5 separate regions of the Mus musculus genome follow, and all the other regions are linked to region 4. Evidence: chromatin contacts called from public HiChIP or PLAC-seq and promoter capture Hi-C data. All regions are on one chromosome and are shown on one strand. Each heading gives the region's core, a stretch centred on a gene start, on an enhancer-like site or on the middle of the called end of the contact. The rest is flanking DNA. Distances are from core to core; before and after follow the strand shown. Region 1 holds the start of Hacd3 (3-hydroxyacyl-CoA dehydratase 3). Region 2 overlaps Dpp8 (dipeptidylpeptidase 8). Region 3 holds the start of Igdcc4 (immunoglobulin superfamily, DCC subclass, member 4). Region 4 holds the start of Megf11 (multiple EGF-like-domains 11). Region 5 holds the start of Pdcd7 (programmed cell death 7).

Region 1 (2,700 bases), core at 148-2,647, 640 kb before region 4:
TAATCTACATCCCCATCTACAGCAGCTCCTCCTCTAAGTCCTTCAAGCATCAGAAGAGTCTGTAAAAAGGTGAACATCAGAGCCAAGCAGGATCTCTTGCCAACAGCAGAAACTAGGCGTACGTCCTGGCAATAGCCTTTATCAGTGTCAAGGACCAAATGAAAGCTTTCTGCAGGAGTAATGACTGATCTCTGAGAAGGGAGACATGGCCCTGAGCCAAACAGGGCTAGGAGGGGGGGGGGCAGTCTCTAGAGAGGACAGTGTGGTTTCTTTTTCATTTGACTGACATCATCATAAAAGCCTTATTCCCATCCCCCTGCCCCTGGCCTTGCCTTCTAGTCTCCCTCACCCTGCCCCACCACCGTGTACTTTTTAGCCTGGATGATAAACTCTACTTTATTTCCCTTTCCTTTGTTTGTTCAGGTTGGCCTTGAACTCAGTACGTAACTAAGGATGACTTTGCACTTCTGAACATCTCAAGTGCTGAGATTACAGGTGTTCACCACTAGTCCTGATTTATGTGCTATTGGGGATCAAACCCACTACCGACTAGGCTATAGTCCTCTAGTCCTCTAGTCCTCTTACTAATCTCTGTCTCTCTGTCTCTGTCTCCTTATTGATTTCCCTGGAAATGGGCCCATAATAGCTGTGCTCCTTTACAGAAAAACTTAGAAACAGATGATGACACTACAAGGAGCTGAGGTTATAGTAGAGTGCCTGTCTGCAGCATCCAGGTCCTCAAATGCTCAGGACGGGGCTAGGGATGCCAAGGAACTGATTTGTTTGTTTGCTTATTAGTTCATGTAGATAGCTATAACGAATGGGCTGTTCTGTTTGTTGGGCAGTGAATGGAAACCATCTCTCTTAAAACAGGAAGCCTGAGGCCAGGGGAGGTGTTGCACACCTTTAAATCACAAGGGAGGCAAAAGCAGACGACAGGTCCCTGGATCTGGTCTACCAAGTGAATTTCAGGTCACCTAGAGCTACATAGTAAGACAGACAGAAAGAAGAAAGAAAGGAAGGAAGGAAGAAAAAAAAAAAGCAACACCAATGTATGTCTTGAATGGCTCATCTGTCTTTCTGTGTGTGGCCTTGAAGCCCAGGGAGGAAGTGGGTTCTCACTAAACGCTGCGATCATACAAAAAAACTTGGAAGGGATCCTTGCACACAAGCCTCTTCATACGCCGCCAATCCGCCCTTTCTTTGTAGATTAGAGCCTCTCACTTTCATGTTCTTGTGCAAGGACCTCTCTGAAGCGCCACAGGAGGTAAGCGAGGAGCTCAAAAGCCTCTGATCCGAAGGCCACTGAGCCGCTGATCACGTGGCGCAGCCGCTAGCCTCTCCCACGTCCCGCCCCGTCCTCTCCCTCGCTGGGTTCGCCCCGCCCTCCCGCCCCGGTCCTCACTGCGCAAGCGCGAGCCGCGAGCGTGGGTTATCTCGAGACAGCCGGGCTGCGGGCTGCGGAGCGTGCGGGTCTGAGGCCTGCGTTCTGCTAGCTCCAGCGGCTCACAGGCCGAGGTAACGAGGCGCAGCAAGCCGAGCCTCCCCGCTCCCCCGGACAGCGTGGGCCATGGAGACTCAAGTGCTGACGCCGCATGTCTACTGGGCTCAGCGACACCGCGAGCTGTATCTGCGCGTGGAGCTGAGTGACGTGCAGGTAAAGGCCGGGCTGCGGGCTGCGCGCAGGATCGGGGGCCCCCCGGTCCCCGTCGGCCGCCCTGTGCGTTTGCGCTCCTGCAGTGCGCCAGCAGGAACCGCGAGTGGAGCGCCCCGGTCTCCCTTAGGGGCTGCAGGTGCCGTCCGGCGTTCTGCGCTTGGCCCCGGTATCCCCTTTGTTCCTGGTAGGCGCCCTGGGGAGCCTCAGCAGAGTCCTGGAAGCCGGCGGCTGGCCTTCGGGTTGCCTAAGGCCCTCTGAATTGTGGGATGAGCTCCGTGGGTCTAAAGTGCGGCTTGACAGTGGCCTGTTGTGCGGTAGCAGGACGTCAGCGCTGGCCTCTGAGGTTTAGTCCGGGCGGCCCATTGACCTTCTCAAGGCCCGTCGCTGGGCTGGGCGGGGGGCAACCCCCCAACCGTTCAGTGATAGAAATCTACACCACACCTCCGCTCACCAAGGAAATGATTTCCATCCTCTCTTTAAGGCTGCGAGCTCAGCCTTAGCAAGTTGCGTAAAGAAATTATCGTGTGACATTAAGTATTCATTTCACCACGTTTACCTATTAATGTGAGCAAATCAAATCCCTGGGAACTTCCCATGTCTCTAACCAGACCATCCAGTATTCTGTGTGAAGCGAGTGGTTTTGGTCTGGAATGTTCTTTCCCTAGTCTCCTTGACATCCATGGTATTGTAATCTTCATTCCTCTGAACTGTTTCTTGCTCGCAGTTAGATACCTGTCTGAATTCATCAATTCATCTGGTCTATTTTCTTGCAGGGTCTAGGTGCCCATGTCCACTTGAGTCTAATCTTTGCTTCTGGAATGTAAATAATTTCCCCTTGTGAACGATGAAGCTAATACTGGCCAGAATGTCTTTGAGTAAGCAGTAAATTTCATTTAAGGTGTAAGCAAACCCGAATAAATGCTACTCTAGAATAGGATGAATAATTCTCTGTGCTATTGTTCTCTACTCTGCTACAAGATTCTTTGCTAAAATAGAAAAAAAAGTTTTTGTTTTTAATTTTTATTTTTGTATTTTGGAGACAG
Region 2 (2,700 bases), core at 55-2,554, 700 kb before region 4:
GTCATCAAAGCAAGGCTGTACAGATGGGGGAGGGGAAAAGGATCGTGTGTGGGGGGGCAAGGAACACTGAAGCCAGTTGATTTCAGCAGCATCTTTATTGCAACCAAGAACCTGTAATAAAATGCAGCGAACTAATGCTTCACATCACACGATTAAAAGCCGTGGGGCTGAAGAGGAGGAGCCCCGTGCGCTTACTGGAGAGGCATGCAGGTCTGCACAGGTCAGTGCTGAGACAGCAGGCACTTTAAGTGCTTAACTCAAAGACCTCCACCCAACCCAATTCCCAAGTTTGCTTAAAACAACATAAATTTGTATTAGGGTTACTCAAAACCAAACACACAAACACAGCTCCTGTGTCTGCAAGGGACTTGTAGAAGGTCAGGAGGGCAGATAGGAGGGGGGGGGGTTGGGGCTGGAAAGGCCACAGTCGGGATGTTTCCAGTTCCTTCCATCTGCTGGGAGATGCTCTCACATACATAGTGTAGACCTTGCTGAGGCTCTGGTCTCACATCACGGAAGATGGGTTCCTGGGCTTATGCAAATGTTCTGTGTCCCTATGTCCCATGGCACCAAGGAAGACATTCAACATAATGACTTAAATTAGCTTCAGATGCCACCTACCCATCAGTGCTGCTTCGTTAATAAGCATGCTTAGCATTTACTTAGAAAGGAAACATTAACCATTTTTATGTGGCTTCCTTTAAAATGTTTTATAGGAATATATTAATAAATACTTCTTTAAAAACCCTATCTTTCTTAACTATCACATAGCTACCATGAGGCAGGCCACAGATAGACCCTGGTTCTGACTACTAACTGTGAGATCCTGGGTGTGTTTCTTCCTCTCTAGAACACAAGCTTGGTTTTTTTCTCCCTAGCAGATGAGGACACTGGGTTATGTTAAAGATTTGTTCCAGATGGAAAATGTATGATTCTGTAGCAATGGAAGCTTTGACTGGAATCCTCCCACCAGCAGAGAGAACTGTGTGGTAAAGGCAGGAAGCACCTGAACGCACGCATGCGTGTGGCTCACGGTTTTAAAGGAGCAAGCGTGCGTCGTGGCTTCATCTTTCTGTGTGAGGCTTTGGAGGGGCCAGGACTGCGAAAAGTCATCGTGCCCAAATACATTCTCAGACTAGGGGCACGGAGAGGGCTTTGCATCACAGCTGAGCCGTTTCTTTGACTACTGTTATGGGTTCCTAACAACCAGCCACCATATAAGTCACCTGTTCTCTGACTGCGACTGCATTCTTTACAGAAAGTTTACAAAAGCAGCCTGCAGACCCGCCCTGAAGTGCCCAGGAAGCGCATCCTGCTAGAAATGTGCGCTCTGGTCTCCACCCAAACTGATGAGCTCATGCCTTTGAGAGCAGGTTCAAGACTTGTGCGTGGGGTCCTGGATGAACCTGAGAGTCCTGCTGCTGTGAACGTAGAGTAGCTTGCTACCAAACCTGTGAAAAACCCACACTTTGGTCCTTACCGATGCTCTCTGGCTCCCACCATACTCGTACTTTCAGGGAGGTGTGTCTCTTTCGCTGACATCCAGTCATGGGACAGTGTTAGAGTGGTTTCTGATTGCTCCAAATGACTGATGCCTTTCTCACTGGTGTTGACAAACAAGCCTGGTCAAGCCACCTTTCTGTGAGTCAAGCACTTTCCCTCATAGAGAAGGAAGAAGGCATTTAAAGGGCAGTTGTAGATGCACTCCTGTGATAGCCGGAGAGAAGGCAGAAAGAATCTAGGATAATTGAGGTTTTCTAAGATTTGTCTGCATAAAATAAGAGATGTCTTTGTACAAAGCAAATGGGTGGTTGGAGCTACTTCATGTCATGCCTACCTAGAACGTAAGAAGCCACAGGAGGCTAACTAGTCCAGCAATGCCACCCTCAACAGTCAAAATAGACATAAGTCATGGGGGAAATACTTTGTAGGGGAAGGAAAGTTACCCAAATCAGTTTAATTTAACTTGAAAAAATATAAACAAATTTTGGCACGAGAAAATGTCATAAGCATGAAAGTCAAAATAGATAAACAAAAAGAAAAGTGTGGGGTCTATCATACAACATAGACACACAGCTGGCAAACCCAGCCCTCCCTCCCCAGGACAGAAGCCCATGGTCACCTGCCATTTATCTCCAGGCTTCCCAAAGCATCCACCTCTATTCTGGCAGTCCCTGTCTTCACTGTGCTCTCTTGGAAAGGGACCTGATGTGGCAGTGAGAAAGAAACACAGCAACTTTTCTTGGAGTGATTTTTAAGTTGTGGTAACTGTCTAAACACTGGGGTGTGATTAATGAGGGTCAAACCCACAGGTGTCTGGCTAGCTGCAGTGGGACCCATCTAATACTGGAAGGGCAGATGCCAGCCAGCACTTGAAAGCTCATGCTTCCCTTCATAGTCAAGCAGGAAGGCTGAAGCAGGAGAATGCTGTGAGCGAGTAACACAACTAACTTGATAGGCTTCCAACACAAAGAGTGCCATGGTTTGTCAGGGATCAGCTTACCGCAAGAAGTGGTCTGGAAACCTTTTTCTTTTAAGCTAGTGATATCTAAATTACATTCAAATAAAAAAAAGTTAAAGTTTAGATTTGTAAGGTTTTTAAAGTTAAAAGGAAAAATAACAAAAAGCTGGAATTATAAAAGTAACCACTCCAAAGACTGACTGACCCTGTAGCTGTCAAAGCTTGACCTCCTAGCTCTG
Region 3 (2,700 bases), core at 31-2,530, 720 kb before region 4:
TCCAGCACTCTCCCACCCGCTGTTTTCCTGGAGATGGGCCTGGGGTTGGCCCAGCGGAGGCTCCTTTCCACCACCCCCCGCCTCCCTCCCTGTCTCCCTCCCACGTGGCCTGGCCCAGTCTCTCTGGAAAGCCGCAGCAGCTGGAGAAAAATCCCCCTCCCCACCCCCACTGCCAAGTCCCTCCCCGACTCGCCCCGGACACATCCTTAACTCCCCCCTCGGCAGGGAAGGCAAGAAGTAATCGAACAAAGCGGGCAGCCCATCCCCCTCCAGGCCCTACCACCTAACCTCCTTTGGGCTGTCCCCCAAACGCACACCCCACTGAGAGTGAGAGGGCCGGGGGTGGTAAAAACAGCTTTGGCATACACACTTGGACACTTCGTCTCCCCCCGCCCCCAGTCCTTTCTTTGGTGTGGACAGTTGTGATCCTTACCCTTGACCCTACCCAACACTAGGACCTGGGCACTGGAGGGGGCCTTGCTGATCTCGTCCACGCTTCCCTGGTCCGCCCTTGGGGGTGGGGCAGGAGTGACACGCGTCCCATCCAGAGAGCGAGTGTTGGACGCGTTCGGCAAAGCAACTGGTTTCCTGCCCTTCCCCCAGCCCCACTCCGAACCCTGGGTTTGGGTCCACAACACCTCCACATTCCCCCAACCTCCCTAGCTGGCCCCAGGGGCCACACCCATTGGGCAAAGTTGAGTGTGGTTTTTCTCACCGCCGCCCCCATCAAGAGCAAGGACACTCCCCAAAAGCCAAGGCCAAATATTAGCTCAGTCCCATCCAGTTACACACGCACCCGACACAAATGGAGGTGTAAGTGTACACTCCCTCCCCGCCCGCTCTCTCAGGCACACTCGCGACCGCGAGACGCTTGCGGGCAGGGCAGAATCATGTCCCGCTTGCAGCCACCCGCGCGCTGGCGATGCTACCCGGCGCCTTAGGCACGCGCTGTGGACACGTTCCCCCGCAGGACACCCCCACCCCCGCAGGACACACACATGCAAACCTCACATGCACAAGGGCCACGCGCAGGGGGACACGCACGGTGCCAGGCTGTGCACAGCAAGGACACACACCCCCTGGGGGCAAGTCCCCACAGCCCCCGGCGCGCAAGCATCGCGGGCGCCGGGGACGCCCACTCGCGACTGCGGCCACCCGGGCCCTTACCGCGCGCGGACAGCAGGCAGAAGGTCAGCACCAGGAGCCCGCGGCCCGTGTCCGCCCGCGCCATAGGGCCGGGCTCGGGCCGCTGCCGCCGCGTCCGGGCGCCTGGGCCGCCGCCGGGGGAGGGCGCGCCGGGCGTCAGTGGCTCCGGGAGGCGCGGCGCCGCGGGCGGGGGCGCGGCCTCCGGGGCCGGGGCCCGAGCGGGGGCCGGCGCGGGGGCCGGGGCCGCGGCCAGCTCGCCCGCCCCTCCATCGCCATCTTGGGCTAGCGGCCCACGCGGGGGCGCCCCGCCAGTGTGGCCACCCTGCACCACAGGGGACACGCGCCCGCGCGCCACCAGCCTGCTCCTGCGGCTCACTCAGCACGCGGGAGCCTCCCGCTCCTCGGGTCACCTCAGGCTCCTTTCTGTTCATCTTTTTACCTGAGCCTCTGGATCTCTGTTCCCTAACCCTACCATGACTCTACCTTCAGGGTCGCCTCCACCTCTGTTCCAGGCTCAGTTCACTGAGACCTGTCCTTTTCCAACTCACAGCCTGACCTGAATCCTGTTTAGCCTCTCCACAGGCTGCACCAACAGACTCTCTGAGGACACTACAATTCCTTGTCCCCGCTACCTCTTCCATGCCAAGCTGAGGGATTCTCTTGGCTTCCTTCCTTCCTCCTCAGTAGCCAACCCAGTCTGTACTGTGTTCCACCTCTGTGAGGGACAACGAAGACTTGCTTACCACCATTTTACATACCTGCATACTGGGAATATTTGGGTTTGTAGTGGGGACTCCCTAAGGACAGGAGGCTTAAAGCAGCAGGTGCAGGGCCTGCTAATGGTGTTGAGCCTCCACCGGTCCACTCTCTTTTTCAGAACTGCCTCTTTTCCAACTGAGCTGGCCAGGTTAGTTGCCTCAGTGTGTCTAAAGCTGGGGGAATCAAATGTCAGGTTGGGTTGGGGAGAGAAAAACATACTAAACGTCTATTTAAAATGATGCGTTTGTGATGGGAGAGATGGCTCAGCGGTTAGAGTGCTTATTGCATTTGCAGAGGACCTAGATTTGGTTCCGGTACCCACCCAGGCGACTCACATCAGTCTGTAACTCTAGCTCCAGGAGGTCTGATACCACTGGGCTCTGTGGCATCTGCACCTACAAGCAGACACACAATTAGATACAATTTAAAATAAATAAAAATTATATATATATATCCGGATTTTGAGGCTAGAGAGGTGGCCCAGTGGCTAGAGTGCTTCCTGCCCTAACAAAGGACCTGGGTTCTGCTCCCAGCACCCATATGACAGCCATAACCATCTGTAATTCCATTTCCAATGAATCTGATGCCCTCTTCTGGGCTTTGTAGGCACTTTCCTGCACATGGTGCACATAAACTCATGCAAGTACACACATACACATAAAAAAAAATTTTTTTTTAAAGGAAAAATGCTACATTCTTCCTTTTCTTGTATCCATTGGCATCCCCATGATTTAGAATCATTTCCATTCCGGCTCACATGCTGCCAGTAAGTTCTATCCCTTTTGGGGAGGAAGA
Region 4 (2,700 bases), core at 177-2,676:
TGCCACAGAGAGCTGGGAAGGCGGGGAGCCCTAACCTCCTGGTAAGCATCCTCCAACCTGCGGGAGGCCCTGCTGTATAGGCTCCCGGAGGGACCAGGCGTGGGAGAATCTGATCCCAGTCACTTGGACCGGTTTTTCTCGAGAGCATCACCAGCCCGGAAAGAGGCCGGCTGGCCTCGCAGCAGGCACTCACGGGGACGGATTCTGAGACGCGACGACAGTGGGATGGAGCGTGGGAGGCAGTTCCAGGAAAAAGCATCTGGGGTTCGAGGGCTCTGGGGCCCGCCAGGCGGAGACCCAGAGCTCCCAGACTACAGACCGATCGTGACTCCGTCCCACTCGCAACCTTGGTCCCGGGAAGGAACGGTTTTACCTATTTTTCAAGTCTTTTTTTTTTCCTCCTAAAAATTAAAAGACTAAATCAAGTCTTAGGGGAAGGTGCCTGCGCAGGGCTGCCACCAGGACCACTGTGTGCCCAGCTACAACACTACCGCCCGCGTTTGGGAGAGAAGTTAGGAAGTTCGGGACAGCCGCCCACGAGCGCAGGAAGAGGGACTCGCTTCTCTTTTAACTTTGGGTGTTGGGGTCTCCGCCGAGGGTCGGAGGTATGTAGCCAGGGGCGACCCGCAGGACTGCAGGGCGTCCGGGATTCCCTCAGTGAAAGTGGGTAGACAGGATCAGGAGGAAAAAAAGAGAGTGAGTCCACGTTGCGCGTGGCACCGGCTGGGCTTGGGCTCCGCGGGGACCTGCGCGCGGCCCCGCAGCTCTGCGTCGGGACCCGGGTCGGAAGGACGCGGTGCGGGGCGAAGGTCCCGCACATCTAGAATGGCTCTCGGCCGGGAGACCCCAGATTCGCGCAGAGCTGGCAGGTTCCTTCTTCCGGACACCCGCACCGCGACTCTCGGGTCTTCCCCCGCACGTGGAGACGCGGCGGCCGCTGCGTCCTGACTGCGGCCAGAGGACGCGCGCCTGGCCCAGCCGAGGCTCTCTACGTCTCGCATAGACCCCCGGGCGCTCCCGCAAGCCCAGCCATCCACCTTCTGCCCCTCGCCAAACTCGCCTTCTAGAGCCGGGACCTGGCCACGGAGGACCCACGGAGCTGGTGGAAAGTTAGTCGCGACGCTGCAAAGCCCCCTCCCCTGAACTGGAACCCACACCCCGACCCAATGCACCCACAGTGCTCCGAGGCTCCGGGTCCCCGCGGACCCCACCCAACCATCTACCTGCTTCCGTGGCGCGCCCCGGGCTTGGGCCAGCCAGTCGCGCGGTCCTATACCCCGGAGCCGGAGCGGCTTCAGGTCCCCAGGCAGGAGAGGGAGCTGCGAACCGCCCCGAGCCGGGCAGCCGGCTCCGGGCACTGAGAACGAGTGAGCAAGCAGGAGGCTGGAGCCGCTGCGACTGCTGCCACGGCAGCCCCCACCCCCCTGCGTCCCTCGGCCCCTCCCTCTTCCCTCCTCCCTCCGCTCTCCCTCTCCCTCCCACCTCTTTTCAGACCCTGCGATCGCGCGCATTCCCTCGCTCTTTTTCCTAGCTTTCTCTCTGCCGGTTGCCTTCTTTAATTCCCTCTGTTCTCTTCTCACTTCCCTACTCTGCATCCACCCGTTATCGTTCTTTTACCGTTTTTCCCCCGCTCTCTCTTTTCTGTATCTCTTCCTTTTAACCCCTCGCGACTCCCTTCTCCCTCCCCCCCCCCTTTTTTTTTTCCTTCTGACCGACCGATTAGCGTGGCCTCTGCACCTGTTCTTTGTAGAAGCTCTGGCTGGCGAAGCTAGCCCAGGATGGAAGGGGACCAGGAATATGCCCCAAACTGAGCTTTTAACAAGCTGAGTACAGATAGATACCCAGGGAAAGCTAGAAAAGCAAAGAACTCAGTGTGCAGAACAAGCTGAGCTGCACCAGGTAAAGTGCAGACAGCCAGGCCCCAGAGTAAGAACTTGCCATGCTGTGGTCAACTCCAAAGGCTGGACTGCTGTGGTCAACTCCAAAGGCTGGACTTAAACCAGCGGGGCTTCTTGTAGACTTCAAGGTCTTCGAACAGGGGATGAGATGGGGGGTGGGGGGGGGCAGAGGAGGGTGCATGTTAATGATAGGGTGTCAGAGGCCTGGCACTGCACCCAGAGCCACCTGGAAGTCTTCAGTCAGGTGACACTTTAGACTACACCTCGTGTGCTTGTAAGTGGGTCCTAGCCAGGTGGTGGGAACACCTGCTGGTCACCCCTACTCCTTTCCAAGATATGAGGGGCTCACTCCTGCTTCCCTGTTTGCCAGAGGTGGGGGTGGTGGGGTGTTTCCTTCCCTTGAAGTGAGGTGGGGTCCCACACTTGGGAAAGGTGTCCTGCACCCGGAGGGAGAATTTTGCCACTAGAACAGGCAGATTGTCTGTGGCTTTGGGACAAGCCACTCGACCCAGGCTCCCGTGCAGCCTGAGGATCCAGCTCTTTCCCCAGGAGTGTACTCCCTGTCATCTGTCCATTTCAGCCCAGTGGGGTTTGGAGAAATAAGAAGAAGCCCTCTTCCCATTGGCCCACAACAGGCAGCCCTGCTCTGCAAGCACCAGACCAGGTTCATCCAGTAAGTGCTAGGCTTCTGCAGGAATGGTGTGAGCAGATGAGATCTTTCTGCATTGGGGTTTCAGGTCCCAAAACTCCAAACCAACCTCCCCAGCAGTTCCTTACCTTGGAATGTCAAACTAAACGGACA
Region 5 (2,700 bases), core at 174-2,673, 960 kb before region 4:
CAATCATTTGAGTAAGAGGCCAAGTACCTGGAAACACCTGATCCAGACAGACCCACTCCACCGGATACACTGGTATTCATAGTATCAAACCAAAACAAATGAACCCGGGAGAGAACTATTATCAACCTCATCAGCCAATTATGTTATAAAGGTTTCTAGGTGTGGTCCAAGTCCTCTACATTTGCATGCTTTAGGACAGTATAAAAGATACTGCTCTGCATCTTCAGTAAGTGGATCCAACTTTGAAGCAGGACACAAGAGGTGTGTCCTCCCAGAAATGCACCAGTGTAAACCTGTCGCGTGTTTAAGGGACTTTATAGTCCAAATTCTAGAGTTTTATGCACCACACATCGTCAACAAGGAATACAGAGCAAAGAAGTGGCAAAGGCTAGCTTTCGCGGATAAGCATACAAGTTAACTAGCACGCAGATTCGAGTTCCAGACACCACAGCTCCAACCACCGAGCGCATACTGGTTCTCACCCGCTTCTTTTCCTCCACTTCCTGCACGCACTTCACCCTCCAGCGGTCAATCTCCTGCTCCCGTTCCGTGGCCTGCGCGGCCTCCGCCTCCCGCTCAGCCTCCCGATCCCGGGCCCTCTCACGAAGCCGCAGCCGGCGGCGCCGGACCCTCTCCAGCCTCCGTCGCGCCTCGCCCACATAGGCGGCCTGGGCCAGCGGCTGCAGCCGCTCCGCTAGCTCCGCTCGTAGTGGCGCCGCCTGAGCGTGCAGGGAGGCCCAGGCTGCTCCGTCGGCCTCAGCCTCGCGCAGGGACTGCCCCAAGCTGCGTAGCCGCCGCACCAAACGCAAAGCGGAACGCAACCGCGCGCGGACTTCACCCAGGCTGGGCCCGGCGGGTGTGCGCGGGGTCCGGAGGCCACCGGGCCGCCGGGGGTTCCCGAACACCGCCTCCAGCCACTGCCGATCACGCAGGCGCTGCAGGGCCGCGTCTCCGAGCACGTCGGGCGGCGGCGGCGCCTCCGCCCAGCGCGGGCTCCAGGGCGGCCCGGGACCTGGAGGCGGTGGCCGTGGACGCTCGACGGCGTCGGGCCCCGGGAAGGGCCGGCACTGCGGCGGCGGCGGCGGCAGCGGTGGGGGTGGCACCGGGAAGAAGGCGCCGCCACCGCCACCGCCGCGGGAGGCCTCGGCTGGCGCGCGGGGCTGCAGGGCCAGCGGAGGCTGGAGGAAGGGGGCGGAAGCCCCCGGGAAGGGGCCGGGTCGCTGGGGAAGGGGCGGCGGGAAAGCCGGAGAGGGCAGCGGCGGGGGCGGACAGCCGAATGGAGCGGAAGGCGGTGGCTGCGGAGGGGGAGGTCCCTGACGGCTCTGGGCGAAAAAAGGTGGCAGAGCCATGTCTGTAGTGCAGCGGTTGGGAGCAGTGACAGTAATCTGGGAACTTCTTTATCCGGGTTCCAGGAGGAAGTGACGTGTATAACGTGCGACCGGTGCTTGACTCACTTCCCGGAAGCGAGGCGTAGTGCAGGACCTTGGTTTGTCGTGCCAGGAAGCTTGAACCTTCCCAAACCACCAAGGATCCGTCTCCGATGTTAGGGTTTATTTCGGGCTCAGGCTCGGGCTCTCCTCCAAATCGACCTTAACACAGCAGGACAGAAAGAGAAGGCGGAGCAGCCCTGAACCCTCAGTAGAACAAGTTTTTATAGAAAAATAAAAGCTGAAAGGAAATAAAACTTGAGACATGTGATTCATGTAATTTATGTCAAATAGCCCAAAGAGTTGTTTGTGAGCTTTGAAACCTGGGGCTGAGAACATAGCAGAACAGGCCAGGACATGCCCCCCTATCTCCCGCCCTTCTGACAGTCTGTTGATGTTTAAATGAACCAATCATGTGAAACCTCGCCAATTCCTCCCCCAGCCCCATCCCTTTTCTATAAAAATCCCTAGCTTCCAAGCGTCAGAGTCGAAACCACTGTCTCCTGTGTGAGATACGTTTCGAACCGGAGCTCTGCCATTATGGCTCCACCATGTGGTCGACACCTCTGTCTCCTGAGGGAGATATATGTCGGCCCGGAGCTCCGTCATTAAACTACCTCATGCTTTTACATCAAGATGGTTGTCTGTTCGTGATTCTTGGGTGCGCTCCGAATGGAAATTGAGTGGGGGTTTCCCCACTAGGTTCTTTCAAAGCGAGGGAGGGGTTGTCCAGTCTGGCAAGCATCTAATAGAATGACTATAAGCCAATAGTTGGGTGCCCTGAATCGTGCATTTGATCACAAACAGTTTGAAAGTACATCTGAAACAATCAAACTAATCTTTGATTAACTGTTGCTAGGAAGTAGCTAGGGATTAACTCTGGCCAAGGACAAGCCATGGGGTCCTTTCTGGTATTTTGGTGCAGCTTGAGTTCTGCTTTTTTCTTTTCTTGAAGATGGAGGCTGGTCCCAAGATGGAGTAGGTTTGGCCTCTCCAATTCAGTCTTGAATTCAGAAATCCTGATGATTGTTAACGTTCTAGAGGGACTAGAGACACGGTCTGAAGCTCCGGCTAAGATCTGAAAGACAACAAAAAGTTATGAGAGGAACACAGGATGGAAGCAGCAGGTACTAGTGATTTGCAGTATGTCTGCTGGGGGTCGAAAGAATGCAGGGTGTAAAACACAGAAACACAAAGAGAAGCTAGGTGGTCTTGGAGAGATAGATGTTACAGTGTCCATATGTCATATTGATAGAACCTAGTGGGGAAACCC

What was found. Promoter capture Hi-C pulls out the DNA fragments that hold promoters and counts their contacts. HiChIP or PLAC-seq counts read pairs in DNA pulled down with a chosen protein or histone mark.
Region 1: a contact with region 4 is called in a promoter capture Hi-C map of second pharyngeal arch cranial neural crest, with 4 times the contacts expected there. The contact joins the promoter of Hacd3 here to the promoter of Megf11 in region 4. A contact is called at or near these places in 4 of 39 promoter capture datasets (frontonasal cranial neural crest, pre-B cells, second pharyngeal arch cranial neural crest and 1 more), 1 of 115 datasets of contacts at active chromatin or transcription factors (large pre-B cells) and 1 of 9 other capture datasets (embryonic stem cells).
Region 2: a promoter capture Hi-C map of trophoblast stem cells shows a contact between it and region 4, with 4 times the contacts expected there. The contact joins the enhancer-like site here to the promoter of Megf11 in region 4. A contact is called at or near these places in 6 of 39 promoter capture datasets (the 3T3-L1 cell line, hippocampal neurons, liver and 1 more) and 1 of 115 datasets of contacts at active chromatin or transcription factors (large pre-B cells).
Region 3: a contact with region 4 is called in a promoter capture Hi-C map of liver, with 2.8 times the contacts expected there. The contact joins the promoter of Igdcc4 here to the promoter of Megf11 in region 4. A contact is called at or near these places in 4 of 39 promoter capture datasets (the 3T3-L1 cell line, the C10 cell line, hippocampal neurons and 1 more), 3 of 484 Hi-C or Micro-C datasets (all in embryonic stem cells), 3 of 115 datasets of contacts at active chromatin or transcription factors (embryonic stem cells and pancreatic cancer cells) and 1 of 9 other capture datasets (embryonic stem cells).
Region 5: a contact with region 4 is called in a FOXA1 HiChIP or PLAC-seq map of pancreatic cancer cells. The contact joins the promoter of Pdcd7 here to the promoter of Megf11 in region 4. A contact is called at or near these places in 2 of 39 promoter capture datasets (liver and maxillary cranial neural crest) and 1 of 115 datasets of contacts at active chromatin or transcription factors (pancreatic cancer cells).

Annotation. Positions count from the first base shown.
Region 1 is chr9:65,020,414-65,023,113 of GRCm38.p6, reverse strand. It overlaps Hacd3 (3-hydroxyacyl-CoA dehydratase 3), which reads left to right and starts at 1,397. Exons shown (of 11, transcript NM_021345.2): 1 at 1,397-1,657. The coding sequence starts at 1,571.
Region 2 is chr9:65,081,880-65,084,579 of GRCm38.p6, reverse strand. Dpp8 (dipeptidylpeptidase 8) reads right to left here. Exons shown (of 21, transcript NM_028906.2): 21 at 1,929-2,700. Among named protein-coding and RNA genes, the nearest start is that of Igdcc4, 18 kb to the left of the region's middle. Within about 2 kb of position 1,304, at least 44 of the 459 cell types and tissues checked have an H3K27ac peak or open chromatin away from gene starts, as enhancers often do. A contact at or near this core is called in trophoblast stem cells, where this site is marked.
Region 3 is chr9:65,100,066-65,102,765 of GRCm38.p6, reverse strand. It overlaps Igdcc4 (immunoglobulin superfamily, DCC subclass, member 4), which reads right to left and starts at 1,280. Exons shown (of 20, transcript NM_020043.3): 1 at 1,168-1,280. The coding sequence starts at 1,231.
Region 4 is chr9:64,384,352-64,387,051 of GRCm38.p6, reverse strand. Megf11 (multiple EGF-like-domains 11) reads right to left here and starts at 1,426. Exons shown (of 25, transcript NM_001134399.1): 1 at 1,224-1,426.
Region 5 is chr9:65,344,791-65,347,490 of GRCm38.p6, reverse strand. It overlaps Pdcd7 (programmed cell death 7), which reads right to left and starts at 1,423. Exons shown (of 5, transcript NM_016688.2): 1 at 483-1,423. The coding sequence starts at 1,349.